2 separate regions of the Capsicum annuum genome follow, and region 2 is linked to region 1. The links are chromatin contacts, called in public Hi-C maps. All regions are on one chromosome and are shown on one strand. Each heading gives the region's core, a stretch centred on a gene start, on an enhancer-like site or on the middle of the called end of the contact. The rest is flanking DNA. Distances are from core to core; before and after follow the strand shown. Region 1 has its middle 19 kb from the start of LOC124887839. Region 2 holds the start of LOC107844457 (probable membrane-associated kinase regulator 4).

The links. Hi-C and Micro-C count contacts between places; a contact is called where the count stands out from the background.
Region 2: a Hi-C map of bud shows a contact between it and region 1, with 1.9 times the contacts expected there. The contact joins the promoter of LOC107844457 here to the enhancer-like site in region 1. A contact is called at or near these places in 2 of 5 Hi-C or Micro-C datasets (bud and pericarp).

Annotation. Positions count from the first base shown.
Region 1 is chr10:177,723,736-177,729,617 of UCD10Xv1.1, reverse strand. No RefSeq gene overlaps it. Among protein-coding and RNA genes, the nearest start is that of LOC124887839, 19 kb to the left of the region's middle. Within about 2 kb of position 4,572, at least 2 of the 5 cell types and tissues checked have an H3K27ac peak or open chromatin away from gene starts, as enhancers often do. A contact at or near this core is called in bud and pericarp, where this site is marked.
Region 2 is chr10:177,758,210-177,764,322 of UCD10Xv1.1, reverse strand. LOC107844457 (probable membrane-associated kinase regulator 4) reads left to right here and starts at 2,168. Exons shown (of 1, transcript XM_016688869.1): 1 at 2,168-2,992. The coding sequence starts at 2,168. The coding sequence ends at 2,992.

The DNA.
Region 1 (5,882 bases), core at 3,323-5,822:
AAATAATTAAATTAAAAATAATTTAAACTGCTAACAACATGTTTTGGGGCTGGTGGAAGAAAATAACTAAATTAAAATAGATTTAAATAGACAATCTTGAACTGTTGATGATACTTAATAGATTGTCATCGATGTTGGCCCAAAAACATATCAGTAAAAGATATACTTGTACTTTGCGGGTCCATCGACTCGTCCGGTCTATCGTAGATCTACACCTTTAGGAGTGCATCGATGGATCTCTTAATTATGCGTAGACCACGGTGATCTATGTACACTATTATAAACCAACACTTGGATATTGTTTAAAAAAAATAAAAATAAATGTAGGGCGAGTTTCTACACATGTGAAAGAGTGTAAACAAGTCACACAATCATATTAGAGTTTTTACAAATTAAGGGTGGTGTATTAAGGAGTGTGTGGATGGGTAGTGGTTGAATGTTCAATATCCTAAGAGTAATGTTTATCAAAGTCCAAGTATGTTTTGAGGATATATTTTGTATTTGATGAATACACATTCCACATATTCCTTGAATCACCATCCCCAAATCAAAAGAGTATGTGGAATGGATAGTGATTGAACAATCATCATCCTCAATACATACTTGTGCTTTGAGAAACATTACTATTAGGAGATTGAACATTCAAACACTGCCCATCCACACACTCCTTAATACACCACCCCTAATTTGTATAAGCTCTAATATGATTGTGTGACTTGTTTACACTTCTTCACATGTGTAGAAATTCACCCTACATTTATTTTTAATTTATTTATTCTTTTTTAAACAACATCCAAGTGTTGGTCTATATAGCAGTGTACATAGATCACCGTGGTCTATGCATAATTAAGAGATCCATCGATACACTCCTAAAGGTGTAGGTCTACGATAAACCGAACGAGAGTATACCTTTTACTGATATTTTTTTAAAACATGTTATTGAGGGTCCATCGATTACGCGTGTCTACGGTAGACTTTAGTATCTCGTTGATGGTTGACATAGGTCATGATCTACGACAGTCTATTAAGTGACACCACCAATTTCAAAAATAAAATTAATGTTCCAACGATAATAAATGGCTAATTTTGTACTTAACACTTCTTTTTTACTTCATATATAAAGTCGTCACTCCCTCATTATTTTATTCATCCACTTTGTTTTTATTTAAAAACTCTACAATGTCTCAAGCATCTTAAACATTCAATTCTACAAAGATTCTAATTTGTCATTGTGGGAATGCGGCTGTCTTGACGACATTACGCATAGACTCAAATCCAGATTGTAAATTTTATAACTATGCAATTGCGAAGGTGAGTCGTGTATGTCTTTTTTATAATGTTAAGTTAATCATTATGTGATTATAATTTATTTTCTAGGATAATGGTGCATGCTCGTTTTTTAAATGGCTCGATGAGCTATCACTTCCAAGCAGTCCATCAACGTTGAGTCCGGAATCCGAGACATCAAATTTTCGTTGCTTGAAAAAATTTAATCTACTACAAAGGCTCCAAGAATACGAAGAAAATAGAGATTTTCTTATGAATTTGTTCAAAGAAGCCGAAGAACAAAGGGATCACCTTAAAGTATTGCTACATGACACCCAAATAAAGAGGGATCAACTAAAACAAAAATTGATTTTGACCGAAGAAAGGGAGAATGACATAAAAATGATGTTATGTGCTATAATGCTAGTATTCGTTCTTTGGAAAAGTGTAACATAGATGTAGTGATATTGAATAAATAATAATACTTCTATTTTTCTATAATGCTAATACTGTTTTTGATAGAATCATAGTCGATCAATCAACACCTCAACTGAAAATCGAGCAGCATTGTAATGATAGACTATGCAATCAGTATACGAAAGATTAAATATTAATTCTATGAAATAAAAGAATGTTTCAAATATCCTACCGACAGATCATTCAGCACATTAACAATATTAGCATTCAAATGTCTTTTTATTTTCATTTTCCTCATCATCAGCATAGGTATTGTTGATTTCATCAACGATATCCATGAACCCAACTTTTTTGTCTTCTCCTCCTTCTTTGTCTTCTATTTCTTTCATTACATCTTCAGCTTCTTTTGTCAGCATCTGCAGCAGCTGCTACTTCTTTTTCAATTTTTTTTTCTTCCTCAACTTCTTTTTTTTCTTCACCTTCAATAGCTGCTTCTTTCTCACCTTCCTTTTCTTCCTCATGATGGATGGTTTTTTTATCCATTTTCAACACAATCTACCCCTGCAGAACAAATCTCTCATTTTCAATTCATAGACCACAAGTCTATCAACAAAAATAAGTCAATGCTCAAATGAAAACCCCTCAAAAAAACAAAGAAATACCCCACCAAAATCCAACATGCAATATTAAAATCAAACTAGTGCACCTAATCAAACTAATTAGCTATTAATCTTTTAATTTTTACAATTTCAGCCATCATATTTTTAAAAAATTCATACGTCTAAAAATTGATTTCAATCTAAGGCATTCTCATTTCATAGACCACGGGTCTACGGACAGAAACAGGTCACTGTTTGAATCAAAATGCTAAAATAACTCTTCCACCATCAAACAGTTCACTACACACATCAATAACTGAACCAAAATCTAATATGCAGTATCAAAACACAACAATTGCTAAAAATCAAACTAGTGCACCTAATCAAACTAATTAGTTATTAATCTTTCAATTTTCACTATTTCAGCAATCATATTTCAAAAGAATTTCATACGTCTAAAAATTGATTTCAATCTAGGACATTCTGATTTCATAGACCACGAGTCAATTTCATAGATCACGGGTCTACGGATAGAAACAGGTCATTGTTTGAATCAAAATGTCAAAATAACTCTTCAACTAACGATTACCCTACCATTCAACACTTCTTTGCTAAAAAAAAAAAAAAACTAAACCAAAACTTCTTAATCAATCAAATTCGAAAAAAAAGAAAATTCTACACCACTACGAATCGATTAGCAAAGAACCTGTTTAAATGAATCTACAAATGATCGAAACATGATTTTAACTAACCTTATGAAGCAACAACGAGCTCTTAGCAGCTGTAGAAGAAGGAAAAATGAAAATAGCATTTGGGGAGATGAGTTCTTGAAAGCGGGAGTTGGGAGACAATTTAAGAGGAGAGAGAAGATTTTTTTTTTATATTGAAATAAGTGGATGGGTGTTAGTGTATTATGTTAAAATTATAAAGTTAGAAAAATGATACAATGGTCCCTTGGCCCACATGTGGCCCTACTTTTTTCAACTTTTACACAGTTTTTACATATTAATCCTAAAAAATAATTCAAAAAGAAATTTAATGTTCCTTTGACAAAATAGTTTTAAGAAAGGTATTTTTTGCCAATTTTTCCCTATGTAGTATGTATGCATTAAAAAAAAAAAAAAATTTAGCCCCATATATTGTAATATTTATAAGTCGAAGTGGGTTTGATCACCTCCTTGGCTTGTGCCCTGGATCGTGGAATCACAATTTTAGGTATTGCCAGATTTATCAACTTCATACATACACAAAATGCACTGATGTCCTAAGTTATCTTGGTACTTATTTTTTTTTAATGAAAAATTAGCACAATTTTTTTAAAACAAAAAATGTTTCTAGAGTGTACATTGTACAATAGTACAATTTTGAAAAAGAACACCCCCAACAATTTAATTACCAACACCAAGCAATATTTTCCTTATGTTATTGTAGAGCCTACATAGTTTAGGATTACCGTTTAAACATTGACATAATTAGGATATATTCTAAAGTCCATTCTTGCTCAACCTGGATAGAGAAGGCACGATATATAATGAAGTGAAGAAGAGAAAAAATATAGAGAGTTGTATTTTTACACTCAATATTATCCTATAATATTCTACATGATATCGTAGCTCTGGTTCTATCTTATAGCTAGGTTATTCTGTATGATTATCATGTTACACATTCTTTACGAACCAGTTCATCTTCCTCCACTTTCTCTCTTTCTCTTCTCTCTCACCGGAATCTCACTATCAATTCATAGTTATATATGTTCCATAAAATCGAAATCTCAAACTACCTTTTTAATTGAAGAAACCCAAATACGTCAGTTGACGCATACTATTGAATAGCTATAGGAGGCATTACAGATGTGTTAGGTATGGAAGAAAAGTACTGTTCTTCAAAAAATATTTAGAGCCAAAAGTGGTCTAAATATACCTGGGACCTCAAGTTAATGCCCTGACCGACATACTAAATGGAATCATGGATCTCTTAAGACAAATATCAAAGTTGGACTAAAATTTCTGAATTCCGTCGAATTGTACCTCATGCCCAAATAAAATTCAAAATGTGCCACATGCATTTAGTGAAAGAACTTTTTCTCCTTTTTTTTTTGTTTTTGTTTTTTCACTCGGCGTCTTATATCCGCATTGAGAAATAAAAAACTAAATTTGCACATTGCAAGTTTCATTTCCAACAAAAAATTTCTTATTATAAGCCGTTGAATTGAGTTTTAATATTTCTGTCTCTACGTACGTGACTTTTCTTCATGTGGGACATGTTCCTGCTCCAGTACTGTGTGAATGGTTTCTTGTTTTAGGTGTAGTCCAACAGCAATATGTTCGTTTGAACAGTCATCTCATGTTCCTAGCCCGTGTGACTTTTTCAAAACATGTTCTGTAGTTAGGTATTTGGTGAAAATGACATACGTATTAGTTGTTACATACCCAACTGGCTGTTTGGGTAAGCTTATAAGTCGGTCAAAATGGCTTTTAAATCATTTTTTTGCTTTTGAAAGTTGTTGGCAATTTTTATAATTTCTTAAAAAAAGTAAATTTTGGCATTTTTCAAGCCAAAAGATATAAGTTGGTCACTCCCTACTTTTTTTTTTTAGCTTATAATTCATTGAAAGTTGACTGAGTAAATGACCTTTGTATCCCTTATAATTTTCACTTATTCCAAAATTATTCTCTTGTGCCTCTTATAATTTTCACTTATAACATTCATGATCTATAGCAATTTTTATAACGATTAACTTTTTTTAATTTAGTTTTTTATATTATATTAAACTATATTTTTTTGTAACAATAAATATTTTACAAAATAATTAATAATATTCAAACAAACGATAATATTTTTAAGTATTTTATATTAATTCAATATATAAAAAAAAATATTTGTATATTAATCATATTTTAATTTTAATAAAAACTTTAATAATATTTTAATAAAATTCTAATAATATTTTAAAATTTTAATAATAATATTTTAAAAAATTTAATATTAAAATTTAATAATAGTTTAATTTTAATAAAATTTTAATTCAGACAAATGATAATATTTTTATATTAATAATATTTTAATTCAATATATAAAAAAAAATTAAGTATATGTAGTAGCTTGCTGGCAATGTATACTATTTATGTGCTGTATTTTTTATTTATTTGTTTGTTTGATTGTTTTTTCCTTTCAAGAAAACCAATTTTTTATTGAAATATTTTTTATCTTAAATATTTTTAATTCAAAATTCTAATTTCATCCATGATAAGAAAGAGTATGAATTTAAATTAATAAGGTTTTAAAATAAATATCGAGCATTAAATTATTTAATTTTTTCTAAAGATTTTTTTAGCGCACAAATTTAATAGTCATTCATAAAAATATTATATTATATTATATATATATATATATATATATATATATATATATTAATTTGAATCATTTTAGAAATAAAAATTAATAATAATTAACTCTACATATTGTTAATAGCTTTAAGGGTATTTCGGTTAACAGCTTTAAGGATATTTCAGATATTTTGATCAAAAAAAGTGTTTAACAGCACTTATTTACCAAACATATCAACAATTTTTTTCAGTTTCAGCACTTTTATCCAAACAC
Region 2 (6,113 bases), core at 919-3,418, 37 kb before region 1:
GCTGACTTAATAAATAAAATATTGATTATTTTGGACACAAATTAATATTAGGAATGAAAATTAAAATTTTTTTATGAATAATTTAGTAACAACGAAATAGATCGTTACAACTTATTTACTTATTTAGAGGAACAAAAAAAATTTAAGACCACATGCTTTAATAGATAAAAATTCTAGATGTAATTTCCACCTTTACAACTCAGCAGAAAAATGTTTGTTCCAGTCGAAATGGGCCCAATGGTTTTGCTTTTTATACACTTTTCTCTCCTTTTTGGAGTAATCTGCCTAGCTTCCATTCATATATCCTCTAAAAATATCCTCTTTTTCCTTCTTAATACATCGACAAACTTTTAAACTGATTAGTAAAATTTTATAAAAAATTATATGAGCAGAAAATATCAAATTATAATTATTAGGCATAGCTAATATTTAACATAATTATTATTTACATTAAGATTTAAATTAAATAGCTAAATATATTTTTTTTGTGTGTTTGTATAATTCGGATTCATCTATAAATCTTTAATTTGGATCTCTCTATTTTTAGAGCTCATATACATTTGTATTTGTATACAAAGCAAATTTTGAGGCTCATATACAAATCTATAACGGTTTGTATTTGTATACAAAGAAAATTTCGTAACAAAATTTGTATATGTATATTTAGCTACTAAATTGTAGCTACGACCTGTAATTAGGCAAATTTTAGTTATGATGTCTTAATTATTGGCTAAATGTTAGCTATTTCTGAAATTTAAATGTTTGAATGTTCTAATTGAACACATGACAAAAGTATTCTAGTAAAGATTTTTATTCAAAACTTTAAAATTTTTGTGTGTGTTTTGAAACGTCGATTAAATAGTTAAATTAAAAACATAAAATATATCATCTCATTTAATCATATACATCGACATCAACTGAAAGAATTTGTGCGAGGATCTTTCAGAAACAACCTCTCTACTTCAATAAGGTAATGATAAGATTTGTGTACATTTGTGGAATCTCACTAAGCATGTTTTATTGTTGTTTAACCTCAATAGAAATACAACTGAAATCTTATGACTCAGTGAGGTTAATATATATAATTAAAGAAAGTGATATATTTTATATTTTTAACTTAACAACTTAATAGACATTAGAAAGTACGCACAAAATATTTTTCAAAATTTAAACTAAAAAGTCCAATCAATAGGAACACTTTATTATGTGTCTAGGTGTTTAACTTATAAAAAATTATAATTCAAATATTTAAATAAAATTTATTGAAAAGTTGAAGGGACCTCTTTTCTAACATTATATAATTATGGTTTTTAAAAAAAAAAAAAAAAGATGTTTGGATGAGTTTTTTAAGCGACTTAAAAAGCTAATAGTCAAAAAAATTAAAGGAGTGTTTGGTGTTTGACTTTTTTAATTATTTTTTAAAATTTAAAGTAAAGTAGTTACAAATATTTTTTTGTCTTTGTTAAACAACTTCAAAAATAAAAAGTGCTTAAAAATTAAAAATAATTAAAAATAAGTCAATTCAAACACCCACCAAGTAGTATTAGTAGAAAAAGTAGACTTTTCATGAGTTTTTTTTTTAAATGGAAATAAAGTACTATAAAATTTTGAATTTCTTAAAAATGGGAAGTACACCTAATGTTTGCATTGAAATAATTAGCACCTGCAAGCATGTTGACACTCAAGCTTGGGGAGGTTCGCTACTTCTCCCTTTCTGAATATGATCACATTATTTTGGATCTAAGCTGAAAGTCTGAGCAATACAAACAATTTTACATCACACAAATTTCATCCATCTTACAATCTAAATATCATTATATGTCATAAAATTAATAACTTTTAGTACAACCATAGTTTTTAGTTGTTTGTCTTAGCATAATACTTAGCCAAAGTTAACTGACACAAGAGAGGGAAAATGTCTATTATTCAAAGTTAAATGGAAAGATTAGTTTAATCTGTAATAGCAGATTAAGTTTATCCAATAATGTAGAATATTTTGTACACTAACAATGCATAAAACTTAAATAGTTTTTAACACAAAGTTGCGGGTGACAATAATTTTCACCCAATATCTATATAATTCTCTCTTGACACCGTCTAAACTTCAAAGTTCCTTCACCCTTCACCAAGCTCAACTCCCCTCCATAAGCACTTCAACAATACACACATGGATAGAGTACCATCTCCCCCTCCCCCGGGGCAAATGACCAACAATCCTCTTCCATTGTCTATGGACCATTCAGATGAAGAAGACTACATAGACATTGAAGTGAGCTCTTACTCTTACTTTTCATCATCTCCTAATTCTTCTTTTCAAATAGCCTCAATTACCAATAACAAAGAATCCACAACTTCCCCTGCTGGCAAGCTCCTTCCTCTTCACCAAAAACTACTTCAACTCTTTGAAGAAGAAGATTTAGAAGAAAGCTTTTGCATAAACTTGTTGATCACCCCAATCGGTTCCCCATCACAATCTTGCAAGTTGAGTTTTGAACTCAATCCAAATGATCAGAACTCCTTTGAATGGTCCAATACAGAACTCACCACTAGTAGCCATAATATTAGTCCCAAGAAATTGTGTAAACATTCTTTAATTAGCCATAAGTTGAAAGCCTCAAAGGCATTTCTCAAATCTTTGTTCACCAAATCTTCTTGCACAAATGATAACAGTTATTCTAGTAAGAACATGAAATTTTCCAGAACAAGAAATACCAATAAGTGGCATTCTCCAACAGACTATTTATCTTCCTCTTCAACTAATTCTTCTTCAACTGGTGGCTCTGTATCATCATCTGATTCCTCCTTCAACTCTGATTATGAGTTGAATTTCCACAAGAGGAGCAGAAGTTTCACTTCAGAGACTGAAGGTTCAATTGAGGCTGCTGTTGCTCATTGTAAAAAGTCACTAGACCTTACCATTCCAACAAACAACTCGAGCGTTGCTACGCTGAGGACATTGAAGATAACACCCAAGATTGCAGTTCAGGGTTAAGTCATATATTGGTTGAGGAAAGAGTTATGATCTCCGTTATTGGAATTGGTTAATTCTCATCTCATGAGCTAGCTTTTTGGAGCTGAATTAGGCTTAAGGTCAAGTGAACCTTCTCGAATTGAGTAAAAGCATAATAGACCAGTCATTTCCTATTGTTGTGTTTCTCAATGTTAAGCTCCCATGTTATATTATTCACGCTCCTGAACGTATGGTAGAGTGGTAAATTTCACATTGGTCAAGAGATATGTTGTTTGGAGATTTATAGTTCTTTCTATTTTATTGGATATAATTTCAATGAATTAGGTCTATAAGAATCGCCAAAGGTTTTGCTTTTGAATCCAAATTGAATCATTTGGAGCTTCGATTCTAGTCCATCCATTCATAATTAAATCTACATATTTAGGGAGATTATAATAATATTTGTTGAAGTTTAGTTAGATTCAAGATTTATTGTCAATCTATCACGATTTCAACAACGACCTCATTTTTGTAGATTTTGAATAAAATATCCTTTGTTCTTTGTTATGTATTTCAAGATGTAGCTTGGGATAAAAAAGGCCCACATAAAACTGCATTTAAAGTTTAGAGGTACTTTTGATGATGTAAAATCTTCTGGAAAAAAAAGGTAAATATATTGTCAACATTTAAATTTATCACGAATTTTTATTTTGATATCTCAATCTGTAATTGTTCATTTTAAGCACTTAAATAAGTGTCTAAGTGTCTCATTTTGACACTTTTTGCTGACATAGCATATTATTTGTATTGCACTAAACTTAGGCACGTGAAGAGCTCTTTTTATGATTTTTCTAATTTTTTTTAACCTTCTGCTTTTCTCTTTCCACCATTGATAAGCTTTTTTTCTTTTGTGATTTTTCTTTACTCTCTTCTTCTCTCACCACCAACTCCACCTTCCAACATTACCATCACCATCATTCACTAAACTACCACCAGTGATTTCAGAATTATAAAAACATACTAATTTTAAAGAACTTTTGGAAATATGAAAGAATACGACGGAAAAATATTCTTTCGAAGAATTATATCATCCCGTAATAATGCCACCAAAAAAGTACACTTTCAAACTCTTCTCCTCCTAAATTCTTCTTTTAAGTCCTCAATGATTGTTACACAAAATCTTACAACAACAACAAAATCAAAACTAGTATAATAACCAAATTTGCCACATAATCACCATTAATTTTATTATTATTCACCTTCAAAATTATTTGCATCGCAATTGAATTTAATATCACCGTCAAACTTACCTTCACCCCAAGAGCAGACCTATAGTCAATTTTTTGGTATTCCAGCACCCGTTAAATCCGATGCAGATTAGATATAATTATATAAAAAATGTATAAAAATTAGTATAGGATTTAGAAAAACACCCAACAAGCCAAAAAACATAGATGAGTGCTTTACTTTTCAGGCAGAATTTTAAAATTTTGGGTGTCAATATATGTGTTTAAATCTTTTAAACATCTGCGATCCACAAATCTTGGATCCACCACTGCTCCATCCAAATTTAGATTGGATGGATTATTCCTGTGAAAAAAGGAAGAATGGAGAAGGAGATTGGGAGGGTGAGGAGGGGGGGGGGGGGGGTTAAAGATTTTAAAATAATTTTTTTAAAGAAAAAATTAAAATGTGATGTGCAATTATTTTACTTGTTGCTTGCCACATCATCGAAGAGTGCATTACATTCTACTTATTTGTTCTGCTAATTATCAAAAAGGTGATAAAATGATATAATAAAACACTACTTCAAATATTTAAAATGCACAATACTTAATTAAGATATCAAAATCAAATTTATATCAAATTTAAAAAGCTATCGATATATTTGACCCAAAAAAAAAAAAAAAAAACATACAAGCTGAATTGACACAATAAATAATAGCGCAAAGTCGATGCTTTATTTGGCGAGTACGGAAATAACAGAATAATGCCGTGGAACAAGCCGATTTGCTTTAATTGAGAGATGCCACAGGCAAAGAGAAATCAGTAGGCGCTAGGGGACATAAATATACGGAGATGTGGGCGTCACACTATGACTCTCCATACAAGTTCACAAATTTTGATAGTGGGTCGTGTAGTATTTAGTTTGAGGTGAAAATAGACAAAGAATAGTGGAAATTTGATTAAAACAGATAATATCACATTACACTAAATATAGTCGTTACTAGAAATATATATATATATATATTACTGAATATTTAATGAGAAATTTATGTTATGAAACATAATTTTTTTCTTCATTTTTTACTGAATCAATTCATTAGAAATATGTATGGTTGAAAACACATTCTCACTGAAACACTGAAATTTAGGAAGCTACCCAATTTTTTACTTACCATATTTTCTTTTTTCATGGATTCAATTAAAATATTTGTGAGAATAACCACTAAATAATTTTTAGTGAAAAATTTCAATGGAAAAATAGTTACTTCCTGCGTTCACTTTCACTTTTCTATCGATTGATGGATTAAAAAATAGTAAATGATAGGGGCAATTTTACTATATTACTCTTTAAATATAATAAATTTAATATGTTAAAAAATACATTAAGATAATGAATCATATTTAATGCTAAAGACAAAATGAATAGAAACTAATAAATTGTTCATTAATTTTATAATCTGAACTAATATTATTTAAAATCTCAAACTAAAAAAATAAATAAATAAAGATGAACAGAGAGTGAGCGCAATGATGCGAAATAAATTACTTGTAGAGAGTGGAATTAATCCATGATCATAAGATTTATTTGAGTGTCCGTAATCTTGTGTGCCAGGGGAAGGAATGCTTTTATTCCTACTATCTATTCATCTTTATTTGTTTATATTTTTATTTCGAGATATTCAATAATATTTGTTCAGATCAATCAATAATTTACTTATTTTTATCTATTTTATCTTTAGCATTAAATATAATTTATTATTTAATGTATTTTTAAAGACATTAAATTTACTATATTCAAAGGTAATATGATAAAATTATTTCTACCATTTACTGCTTCTTAATTTCTATGTTAATAAAAAAGTGAACAAATAATGATGTACAAAAAAATATTTTTGTTTTATATTCAAGGATTGATTGTTTCCTAATCCACCTTTTT